Linked DNA regions of Mus musculus: region 2 is linked to region 1. A link is a contact called in public Hi-C data. All regions are on one chromosome and are shown on one strand. The core of a region is the stretch at or near the end of the contact, and the rest is flanking DNA. Distances in the headings are between cores, read along the strand shown. Region 1 overlaps Tmem131l (transmembrane 131 like). Region 2 has its middle 53 kb from the start of Trim2.

Region 1 (6,055 bases), core at 1,844-4,343:
ATGTAATAGGAAGAAATCCTCCTGCAGTGAGGGAAGAGTTCATTTGGTAGAGTACAGCGGCCCGGCTCTGTAGGTGTGAGCACACCGATGCATGACAGGCAAAGGCGCATTCTACATGATTCATGAAACTTGAGGCATAAAGCTGGCCCAGCGCAAGGAAAACCAGAAACACAAACTTCAGCCTGCTTCAGACATCTCTGTGGGATCAAATAATGTCAGCAAATGGGTGCAGTAATTCCCCACCCCAATAATCCCATACGGAAAACCTACATAATCCAATTATTCTCAGTGGTCCGCCTAGATTGGGCAGCTCTAGCTCGATGCTAATGTATTCCCCAGCTATGAGACCCTTTGCTACCTGCAGTTTCTCTTAGCTGTGTGGTTCTGCTCCACCTTCCCTTCCTCCTCCTCCTCCCTCCCTTCTCCTTCCTTCTCTCACTTCTCTCCCTACCTGCCTGCCCCCACTCTCCAAGGCCTCCCATCCCACCTTTCCCCTCCACTGCCCAGTCACAGGTTCTAGCTTTTATTGACCAATAAATGGGAGAAGGTTCACATGAGATCCAGAGTATGTGATAGACTGCTTGTCCGAAGGCCACATCAGAATTCAAGCAGCATCAGGACCGCCCACAACATTGAGGTGTCATTGAGAGAAGGAAAATGTGGGCAAAGACTATTTGTCCTGTCAAGTTGAGATGCAATTACAGCAGACATTTTTAAATGAAAATGAGCCTGTAAACTTGTCCTGAGGAAACCAGGTGAATGACAACCCACCAAGTAGACGTGAAGGTTTAGGGTTGCAGAAGTTGCATTAAAGGTCTGTTATTGACATCGGCTTATTTTATATCCAGAACTAAAACTAAAACAATAAAACCAGATTGCAAATACTAAAAACCCTAGTAGATATAGTAATATCTAAGAGGTATTACTGAAGATAGAGTAATATCTAAAACACTTGGAAAGTGGGGATAGTCAAAGGCAGGTGGGAGGAAATTTTTACTGTGATCATTCCAGGTAGAGGGCAGTCTTGTGTGTGAGTCTGTTTGTCTGTCCCTGTGGCACTGAAGATCAAACCCAGAGCCTACGGATGATAAGAACCACTAGGATACACCCCAGCAATCTGTTTCTTAGCTGTCTTGTTTTGGAGACAGGGTCTCTCTTCATAGCTTTGGCTATCCTGAAACTCACTATGTAGACCAGGTTGGCCTCAAAATCTTTCCTCTGCCTCTTGAGTGCTGGGATTAAAGGCGTATGCCACAGTGTCTGGCCCTTAAAGAGATCTTTAATGACTAATATATAATGCAGAAAAAATGTTAGAAAGTTGATAATTCCTTTGGTTCTACTTTGGTTACTTAAAAAAAATTAGATTCTTATAAAATTGGACCATAATGTTTGATCTAAAAGGAACTAATTGTCTTAATGTCACCTTATCCATTTCCTGTCCTGTCACCTTATGTATGTGTAAGCCTACACATCTACCTCATGGAGAAATATTCAGAAGGAAGGTTTATGAGATAGTCAGTGAGCCTGGTTATTTCTATATTCCAGGCTGTTCAACCTTACATAAGAAGCATGACTCTTGCTTAAATTAAATGGAAGTACTGTAAATATGTAAACCATAGACATTTCACAGTGGATTTATAAAGGCACAGGAACGTGGATGTAATCAAGCAGCAAGACTAAGGCTGGCCTACAGGGTTCTGGAAAGCCCTGGAGGGAGTAGCATCTTGTACAAGCATAGCACACAGAAAGGTCAAAGAAGGCAGGCAGCAAGCACTGCAGAATCTCCAAAAGGACCCAACAGGGCCGACAGCTGGGAGTGTCTAGGGAGCCCATCTGGTTGAAAGGCAGGCACCCACAGGGAAACATGGGCAGGAAGGCTCTTGAGCTCTCCATATTGGGACTGCCAGGCAGGAGTTAGGAATAGGGGTTACCTCTATGGAGCTGGACCTGTAGTAGCCTGACTTTATTACTCAGAGTTCTCTATATACATATGCACATATGCATTATGTATGTATACATATATGTATTATGAATATATATGAACTGATAAAATGAGGATATGAATATATACACATGCATGCATATGTATACACATATATAGTATATGTTTATATTTAGACTGACTTACCAGATGTGGTCTATATAGTCCAACAAGGGCTGTGTCACAGTGCAGTCTGAGAATCCTGGAGTTGTTTAGTCCATGAGAGTGAATATCCCTGCTGTCCCAATCTAGTGCTGGGGTCCCAGAGGACTCCTTGACAGCTGCTGGTTTTCAGTCTGTGTTGGAATCCTGAAGGAGTTGAATTTAATACCGGGCATAGCGTCTGAATAGACGAATTCAGCAGCAAGATTGAGAGCAAGAGCTTCCTCTCCCCGTGTCCTTTTATGTGGGCTGTCATCGCAGGGCCCAGATTTAGGGGATGCTACCTAACGTGATCCAATCAAGAAAATCCCTCACAGGTGTGCCCAACTTCTGTGGCTTCAGTTGATCCCAGACGTAGGTCAGAGTGACAATCAAGGTCTGCAGTCACACTTTCTCTACGGCATGAGCAAAGGTGTGGCCTGAATCTAAGTACTGGGTGATGTAGGGGTGCATGCGAGGCAGAGGAACAGATGCAGGAAGGGACGCAGAAACCACGTTTTGGAGTTGAGTATGGAGCCAATGACGCCAAGGTTCCTGTGGTCTCATGTCGCCCTGAGAGGCAGAGGTGATGCTGCTGGCTCCCTCTGCCACACACATGTACCAGAACCCTACACCGTGCCAGATGAGCCTTGGGCCAGATGAGCCTTGTGTATGCTGCCCCTTCATTATGAGGTTTTTTTGTTTTTTGTTTTGGTTTGATATTTTCTCCCATTCATCTCAACCATCAAATCATTTGAGGACTTCACTGGCCCCTGATCAGTCCTGTGCCTGCATACACTCTGGGTCTGTGCAGCTTTCAGCCATCTGCACGCAGTGTTGGCAGCTTGCTTAGCAGACTGCAGGACCAAAGATTTGGGGAATTCAGAATGGACTTTGGGACCCAAGGATGTGCCCTTGGTTGCAAGGTAGATATTCTGGTGCCATCATGTGGCTGACCTTGGTCATTGCCTCGGTGTTTGTGTCCTGATTCCGTGGGTTTGTTCCTTCAGGTCAGTGGAAGCTTTCTGCACCACACTGTCCATTAGAGAGAGTCACTCAGGGAGCAGCCCTCGGTGAGCACTGTGTGCATGCAGTTTGCAGGGTTTTTTTCTTGCTCATTCTTAGTGCCTGACTTCATAGCTTCTATAAATCTGTTGTGCACAGACAACTAGCTCTCTCTGTTGACAAGGAGGGTGAAGACCTGGCTTGGAAGCCATAGACTAAGCCTTAGCTCTGGGTTTTTATTTTCTCTTAAATGCTTTGTTTGTTTGTTTGTTTTAGAAAAGCAATTTTGATCACAGAAACATTAAAAGGAAAGGGGGGAGAGATGTATTATGTATCTAAAATGTAATGTTTTTTGAATGAGATCTTTAGCTTTTTTTTAGTGTAAGATAGTTAAGAGTAACTATTACTGCGTGTATATGGAAGTTGTAATCCTGATTTTCTCATGTGGTTGAGTATTGAGTGGGAAGATGCTACTCCATCCTCCTTCTGCAGGCTGCCTCTCCTCTTCACTTCATAAATAACTCTGTGATGAATGATTCGTTCTGACTCACCGTGATGGCTGCAGGCAGGACTGACTGGTTCAGCTTCCTCATTGTCAGGCTGCCTTCCAGGAGGGTGACTCCAGGTGACTTTCTCCTGGGTGGCAGTTGAATGAGCTGGCCTCATTCTCCCTGAAGCATCATTTGTGTCAACAATCTTCTGTTGTTGGGTTCAAGGCCCCCACATGCTAATAAGCTCATGCCCTACCTCTGAGCTATACCCCTAGGCCAGTTAGCAAAATATTGGACATGTGATAGATGAGCAAGGGTGTTTGGTTTGGGGGTGTTGTTGTTGATTTGGGTGATGGGACTTGGATCCAGGACTACTTCTGGGTGGAAACAGTTGTGTTATCTTTTTATTTTATCTAGGGAAAGATGATTTTCCTCCACTTTGTACGTGTGTAAAGTTAAGTGGTAGAGGGAAGTTTTTTTTAAACACCCATCCAAAATCAGCATGGTTGGAACAAACCTCTCAGTTGTGCAGGCTGACAGTTTGTTCCAACCATGCTGATTTCTGAAAGGCAGACAAATGTTAGTGACCACTGACCAGCCCCCACTCTCTGACCCCATTTAAAGACCAACACTTGACCTGTGTTTGTTCTTGGACAGCAAGGCTTTAGTGCATGAGTTGACAAGCCTTTGTTGGCTCTTACAGTCAAGGTGGACACAGACAAAGTTCCCCCAGCAGCAATTAGTGACAAACAACGGTGATTGCTGGCAGCCGTGGTTCTGCCCGAGTAGTCTCTTCTGTGCCTGTCTGTGGACCATCAGACAGAAGCCTGGAGAACGGGTCTTTCTGTGTGGGACTTACAATATTTTTAAACACATTTAGAGTAAAAAAAAAAAATCATGTATTTAATATTGGGAGGATTAAAAGAATATAAAAAGAAAGCAAAACTCCATGGCCCCCCCTGCCTGTGTGACCTAAATTCTCTGCCTTTTCCTGTTACACATGCAGGAGGCTCTGATAGCCTGGACTGAGGACAAGTAGGGAATTGAACACAAGCTTCCCTCTTTCTCCTTCCAAGGCCCGTTAGCCAGATGTCTGTTAGCTTGCCAAGGGTTCCTCCTCTGATTTCTGGGCCACCACAAAGGAAATGAACTAACCTTTGCTTTGTTCACAAAAGAAGTCTAAAGCAATAGAGAAGCTCTGGTCCAGGGGTCCAGGGTCTCTGGTGTGGGGTACATCTTTGTATTTGTGAAGACCATGGAGGAGGCAAGTCCTTCCGAGCTGCAGGAGTGTTGTTAAGCCTGACTCTCTTTGCCTGTGCTCTGCTGAAGAGGGGAGTAGGGAAGGAGTGGGGGAGGGGTTGGCGCACACCCTAGAGGATGGGGAAGATGCGTTAAAGGACCTTAACTTAAGGGACCATCCCATGGCCACCAACTGAGCCTATGTATAGACCACACCTGACAAAGTTTTAAATGTGTGTCTATGTAGCGCATGTACCTGTAACTGTCAGTACACTGGATTAAGTTCTTCATAACCACATTTGCACATGAAACATGTTCTGACTTCATTTACCCAAGAAGCTGTACCTAGTTTAGAACATTCTCTGGTGGTCTGGCTGTTCGTGAAAAGTTCATTTCAGGCGAGTTAGAGTAGAGATGCAGCTCCTACCTTCCCGGGTCATTTGGATTCTGCTCGGGCAGTTGATTCAGTCAGACACCAAATGACCAAGTGGAGGCAGAAGGTTTAGCGCAGCCACCTGGATAGCACTGGCAGATCTCTCCCTCTCAGCCCCTTGGAGGTTTTATAAGCAACAATTACTTTTTCTTCTCTGTCTTTGGCAGACAGAGAAAGCAGAGACACAAGAATGAGAAAGAACAAAGCAGAGACAGAGAAAGGCCGGTCTCGAGTGTGCAGAGCCGAGGCGTTCTGGATGCAGACAGTTGGTCCTCCAGAGTTAAAGGCAGTCATGAGTTTCTCTTCAGATAGTGTCTTGAAAGCACAAATGTTTCCTTCCTCCTCTTCAGCAGGAAGATCCTTCCAGGAAGAGGAAGCTTCAGGAGAGGAGAGAAGGAAGCACACAAGCCCTCAACTGGAATAAAACCCGACCTTGTAGGAGAAACAAGAAAAGGGCCTCTGCCCAGGCCTCCAGGTACGTGTTCCTGCAGCCCCTTCCCAGTTCAGGGCAGATCTCCACTGACAGCAGTGCCTCCTCTGTAGGCTTAGGTGGGCACCACAGCATAGGACAGTGTTGTATTCACACTCAGAGGAATTTGCTGACTCAGTAGAGTTTCTCATTGTAATTTTACTCCTTAAAAATACTGTAACATGGGCTGGAGAGATGGCTCAGCGGTTAAGAGCACTGACTGCTCTTCCAGAGGTCCTGGATTCAATTCCCAGCAACCACATGGTGGCTCACAACCATCTGTAATGGGATCCGAT
Region 2 (6,055 bases), core at 1,673-4,172, 400 kb before region 1:
TGGTACAAGGAGTGTGTGGGGGCTGGGGGGGGGGGTGGCACTTAGCCCCACCTAAGCTGCCTCTGGGGAGACTGGAGTACTACTGCTTGCTGCAAGAAAGAAACACAGAACTAAGACACTGTTGATAGCAGAATCTTCAAACCCAGTAAGTAAACAAGAGGCTTGAGTTTCCTGGCATGAGAGTGCTCCTCTTGGGAGATCTTGCTGTCTTTGCATTACTGGGTGTTTGCTGTTTCTTAAAAGATGGACCGTGAAAGCCATCTGATTAAACTTGGGTGGGGCTACTTGAGTGGATGAGGTGTGTCTTCATTGGTAAACAAAAATAAACTTTAAAAAAGGAAGCCGGGCCCCGTGCCGGGACAAGCTAGGGTGGAATCTCCATCAAACAGGATTTGTGTCAGGCTCAAGCTGGCCCTCTGCCTGCCATTCTGGGAAGAAATTCATGCAGATTGGAGTGCTGAGTCTTCAGACATCAGGGTGGAATCCCCATGCCAGGCATACAGTATCTTTGAAACAAGTAACCATATGCTTTCAAGTATCTGACTTCATTTTATATTCAGCTCACTTGCATGCAGGCATGCACACGCTGGGGTTGACTGAGCACGTCTGTGGCAGGCTGCAGCCGGATCATGAAGATAGGGGAGGCAGCGCTTGAATGTTAAGTTTCTTTTGAGTTTTGTGACTATACTTCTCTCTGCTCAGTTTGGACCGCTGAGTTAGCTGCTTTTGTTCTTGGCTGCTACACTGTGGCCAGATGATTTTTTTGAGCATCCTGGAGAACTAGTGCCCTCTTGTGGACAATGCACTAATCTCAGATTCAGTACATGTCAGATTTCCTAAAGGGCCTTATATTTAAATATTCTTGGCAGAGAACACAGAAGGAAGTTTGATGTTCTCTGAACGCAGAGAACAAACTTTTATGTTAAGAAAAATGACTTGATTTGGAACTTTGGGTCAGGGAGTCTATTACTTAATAGTGTTTCCTAAGAAGTTATAGCTTTATATTATAGTCCACCCCCCAACCCCGTGTGTGTGTGTGTGTGTGTGTGTGTGTGTGTGTGTGTGTGTGTGTGTGTGTGTGTTGGATGTAAAGCCCTTATCTGGCATGCTTTATTTGTAGCACTCAGGAGGCAGAGACAGGCTGATCTCTGAGTTTGAGGCCAGACTGGTCTACAGAGTGGATTCCAAGACAGCTAGGACTATAGAGAGAAATACTGTCTCAACAAATGGGGGGGGGGGGGAGGGGAGGGGGAGGGGAAAGGGAGGGGAGGGTGAAAAGGAGGGGAAGAGGGAGACCTTTCCATAAAGACAGCTGGCTCTTTTGAATCTCTATAGGGTAAGCACTTGCTGTAAATGCCAAGCCATACTGCTGTTTTAGGTATTCACACATGTTACAAAACACCCCAGGCAATCTCCTTCACAGCCCTAACAGCTCCTGGTCAAAGATGAAGTGTGTCTCTCACAGTCTTCCCAGAGGGAACGCCTCAGGAGCGAGGCTCCATGTTAAGTGTTGGACACTTAGTAAGGACCTGGTAGGTGTCTGCTCTCCTCAGGTTTATTGGTGACCTTTTCAGCTCGCAGGTCACCAGACCCAACAGTCACCATGCTAAGTTCTTGGCTGGACTCTAGAAGTGGATAAGAGTGGCGGGAAGCAAATGAGGTCGCAGAGTCTGGTTCACTGTAAGAGACAACCTAGAAATCCCCCAATGTAGGATGCTGCGAGTAATCACACAGCAAGTGCGCCGAGCAACATCACTAGTAAAGAGCTAGAGACCCCTCTCCTGCCAGGGTCGTCTTCAAGCTGCCACTTTCCTCTGGCAGGGGTCTCTCCTGACGCAGACTGCAGGCCACTTCCTTGTTTCTCGATCATTTTGTCGCCCGCATGTGCAAGCCTTATCTATAGTTCAGCTTGTACCACTCCATTTCGTGTAACTTCACACTGTATCTTTCCAGTTGGTTCCTTTCCAGCCCTGCCCTTTCTGTGTTTTGTTTTGTTTTGTTTTGTTTTGTTTTGTTTTGTTTTGTTTTAAAACTGTGATTTGGACCCAGGGCCACACACATGTTAGGAAAGTACTGTACCACCCCGGTATATCTCCGATCCCTCTGTCACTTTTTATTCTGAGACAGGGTCTCTCCAAGTTGCCCAAGAAGGTCTTAGAAATTCCTTAAAGAACCCAGAGAACAACTCAGTGACCCACAGGGGTCACTGGTCAGTTTCTTAGTGTCTTGGTCTTCCTCCGTATTTCATCATTTCCTGCACCTCAGGGGTTGGAACAGATGCATGCTTGATCCCTATACAGGACACTAGATGGCGCCATATCCTTCCACTCGTAGCACATCAAGCTAATTGTCTCTGAAGCCATCAACTGTTGATGCTGGAAGGCTAGATTCATTATTTATTCCCGGGAGGTCTTCAGAACGGTGATATCTGAATTTCGCCATTTGGTGTTTGAGGATATATCTTGGTAATGGTTCATTCATCTAGCATGTGCGAGGCCCTGGGGTCAATTCCCAGCAATAGAGGGAAAAAAGTACTGACTTTAACATTTAAAAAACTCACTCCGTTAAAATTTCACTTGAGGGCTGGTGTGATGGCTCAGGGGTTAAGAACACTGACTGCTCTTCCAGAGGTCCCGAGCTCAATTCCCAGCAACCACATGGTGGCTCAAACCATCTGTAATGGGATCTGATGCCCTCTTCTGGTGTGTCTGAAGACAGCTACAGTGTACTCATATACATAAAATAAACAAATCTTTAAAAGAATTTCCAGTTGATATGCAAAAAATGGTAAAGTTGCTTGTCTTCCTGGGATCCTGTGGGCTCTCGTCCTTTATTTTCCATCATCAGTAGAATAATTATACAAAATGTCACCTCTCACATAGGATATGACTTCGCAGTGGTATGAGTCAGAAGATTCTTGCTCTTACTATGTAGTTTTCAAGAAAATGGATTCATTCCTGTGGGGGTTGGGAGTACAGACACTCCCTGTTGTGTTGGGCTTTTGCCAGTCACTGAATCTGCCTGCACACGGCTGCTCTAAACAGTAGAGCACGTGAAGGTGATGGTGGATGAAACCTACACCTGTGTCCCGTAGAGATATAGATTCTGCTTTGTGTCCTTAGAGGTGGTGCCTGGGGCTGCTTGTGAGAAATCCTGTAACCCAGACAATGCCACTTTAGAAAGCCCACCTGTGGGAAAGATGGTCAGCCATCCCAGGGAGCCTGGGCGTGAGACCTCCCACTGCAGCTCCGTGTACCATGATAAAGCAGACTGGTGAGTCCCACCCCACCATTTGCTCTTCCTGGGGCACAGGTACTGTGGCCATTCCCAGCAGGTCCCACATGAAGTTCTAAAGTGGAATTCATAACCATTTTCATTGCACACAAAATTTGGCAAGACTAGTTACAGGCAATAGTTGGCAGATACCTCCAGGTCACCCTCAGAAGATGACCCATGGGACTGTGACACTCTGAGGGGCTGCAGTTGCTGACAGGCACTCTGTATTTTAATGCTCTGTTCCTTGTTTGGTTAGTGGAGCCTCTGGAGATGGTTTCTGGATCCTTTGGATGTAACTTTGGTAGTCTTTGGTAGCTCACACATATTTGGTGTAATAGAATGGTCCAGCCTCATCTTACGCTGGGATTTAGCCAGTGGTCCAAGGATCTTGTTGTCTTTTGTGGAGAATATTATGATTTGCTTCTATATTCCTCCTCATAGACAAGATAGATAGATGCCCCGTGAATTCACACTGAGAACTGCAGCTCAACTCAGAACTCACATTTGACTTAACCTTCTTGTCCATCTGTCTGCCTGTCTGTCTGTCTGTCTGCATTCCCTTGAACACTGGAAATGACTAACTGGCAGAAGCCATCTAGGAAAGATATGGCAAGTAAGTTTCCTTGAGGTGGCCCACCATTTTGCATGGCTGTGATGCAGACACTCTGGAGAGGCACAGCCCCAGAGACTTCGTCCCAGGGTTGCTTCTTGCTGCTGATATGTCTTTCCTGACACTATTACATAGCCCAACGATTCCTGGGCATCAGCCTATCTGATTGGGCAAATTTCCTGCAGATCAACACAAAGATGAACTTTCATAAATTCATGCTGTTTAGATGAGTTAATGACTTTATAGAATTCCTGACTTGATTCAAATAATTTTAGGAAGAAAGTGTAAGGAGATGGCTTATTTGTTTTGGCAGAAAGATATAATAAAGTCAGAATGAGGAAGAACAGAGTATGCCCCTCCTCATAGAATAGTAAGTAAAAAGTGCATAATAAGGAATGCAATGAGCTTTCACAATTACACCAGGAAGAAAAATAGGCTTCAGACAGATTTATGATCAAGGAAAAGCATTCATTCTAGGTCAGGTCCAAGGATGAAGTCACGGGTGTGCACTCTGATAAAGCAAGGCCATGTGACACTGTTGTTGCTTTGAACTTATAATGAGCTTATAGAATGAAACACCGCTTTGAACTTACTATCAACATCCGACTGTAACTCCCCTTTTGTGTAACACTTTATCTATGAGGTAATTTTACAAAGAACCTTTGTCTAAGAAAGTATAAAATGGCTGAGAGAAAAAATAAAGTGTTACTGTTGGGGTTGTGCTCCATCCTCCAAATGCATATAGGTCTGTCCATCTGTCTATGTGTATGTACAATATGACTGTATGTCTTTATGAATGTATGTCTATATGTATGAACATGCATACATAACTAGGTATATGTGTATATAGGTGTGCATGTGCACTTGTGAAATTGATGAAACAGTCGGGTCCTGCCAGTGTGTGTGTGTGTGTGTGTGTGTGTGTGTGTGTGTGTGTGTGTGTCTGACTTTCTTCCTTTCTTTCTTTTCTTTTCTCTCTGGCTCAACAAAGAGTTAATGAAATCCAAGTCTCTTGCCTGGACATCTAGCAACCCTTGAACCAGTGAAGAAGTTGGAAACCAGAAAGTGATAATGTAATATAAAACAAGGGGGCCATGTTCCAGTCCCAGCAAGCAGCAGAGTTTGGCAGCTTTAGCCACATGGCTCTGGCTTCAGAATCCAGAATAAAAGGGATGACTGGGACAATTGATGATTGTTAGCTGGAGCTAAGAAATTAGTGGTAATTAAGAAGAGACCAGCATCACTGAGGTGAAATCTTCTGAGAAGTATTTTCTGAGAGCACGGAGAAGCTGCATTCCAGAGATAGCCAAGGTTGTACCTTGTGCTGTAGCTGGACTTGGTAATGTGTAAGAGTCATATGTAAGGTGATACTGGTTTTGAAGGCATGAAGGGATCATGAAGAACAGCTGAGGCTTGTTACTGTGAGGGGCCATGGAAGGCCATTGGTGAAGAGGCAGCCTCAGTTGCAATTGATGGCCCAGGACTGAAGGGGTCATGCAAAGGAATTGAAGCTTGGTACCATGAAAAGAGCTTATGAGAGGCTATTGGTGAAGCCTAGTTGCAGTGGAAGACCCCAGTGTATTGGAGATGCCAGTACCATGGGAAGATCACCAAGGACAGCAGCAGCAGCAGTGAAGTCGATCAACCTGAGCTTAGACTGCTACAGAGGGCAAAGCTGGAGAAGTGAAGCCAGTCCCTTGGAGGAGCCCAGAAGATCATGTGTAGATCCCAGACATTGAAAGAAGAAGCTGTAATGTTGAACTTGCCTTGGAGACCTAAAGATATTAAAGATGCCAAAGCCATGAGATATGTCCTGAAGAAAGCTGCTAACAGGGAGCAGAACCAGCCCAGGAAAAAGCAGAGATGAAAAAGAAGTGGAGATCTGAAAACCACTTTGACATCAGACATGGAGATTTTTGGAATTTGCCCAGCTGGTTTTCTGTCTTGTCTTGGAGATTACAATTAAGTGATTGGATGCATCTCAAAAGAGACTTTGAACTTTGGACTTTTAACTTTGTTGAGATTTCTATAGACTATGGGGATTTTGGAAGTTAGACTAAATGTACTTTTTTATTATGTTATGTTTAGATATGACCCCCATCAACTCATGTGTTTGAACAAGCCTATTGGGGCCCAGGGAGTGGAATGTGATGGTTTGTATATTCTTGG

What was found. A called contact is a pair of places that touch in the nucleus more often than the background predicts.
Region 2: a Hi-C map of pancreatic cancer cells shows a contact between it and region 1, with 5 times the contacts expected there. The contact joins two enhancer-like sites. A contact is called at or near these places in 19 of 39 promoter capture datasets (the 3T3-L1 cell line, 3T3-L1-derived adipocytes, the C10 cell line and 12 more), 6 of 15 datasets of contacts at CTCF or cohesin (the NIH/3T3 cell line, embryonic stem cells, large pre-B cells and 2 more), 111 of 484 Hi-C or Micro-C datasets (3T3-L1-derived adipocytes, B cells, the BV-2 cell line and 53 more), 14 of 115 datasets of contacts at active chromatin or transcription factors (the NIH/3T3 cell line, SST interneurons, differentiating embryonic stem cells and 9 more) and 3 of 9 other capture datasets (embryonic stem cells, liver and macrophages).

Annotation. Positions count from the first base shown.
Region 1 is chr3:83,912,974-83,919,028 of GRCm38.p6, reverse strand. Tmem131l (transmembrane 131 like) reads left to right here. Exons shown (of 35, transcript NM_172681.4): 27 at 5,641-5,765. Among named protein-coding and RNA genes, the nearest start is that of Tlr2, 74 kb to the right of the region's middle. Within about 2 kb of position 3,093, at least 33 of the 459 cell types and tissues checked have an H3K27ac peak or open chromatin away from gene starts, as enhancers often do. A contact at or near this core is called in the BV-2 cell line, bone marrow-derived macrophages, embryonic fibroblasts and 3 more, where this site is marked.
Region 2 is chr3:84,309,453-84,315,507 of GRCm38.p6, reverse strand. No RefSeq gene overlaps it. Among named protein-coding and RNA genes, the nearest start is that of Trim2, 53 kb to the right of the region's middle. Within about 2 kb of position 2,922, at least 57 of the 459 cell types and tissues checked have an H3K27ac peak or open chromatin away from gene starts, as enhancers often do. A contact at or near this core is called in the BV-2 cell line, bone marrow-derived macrophages, embryonic fibroblasts and 3 more, where this site is marked.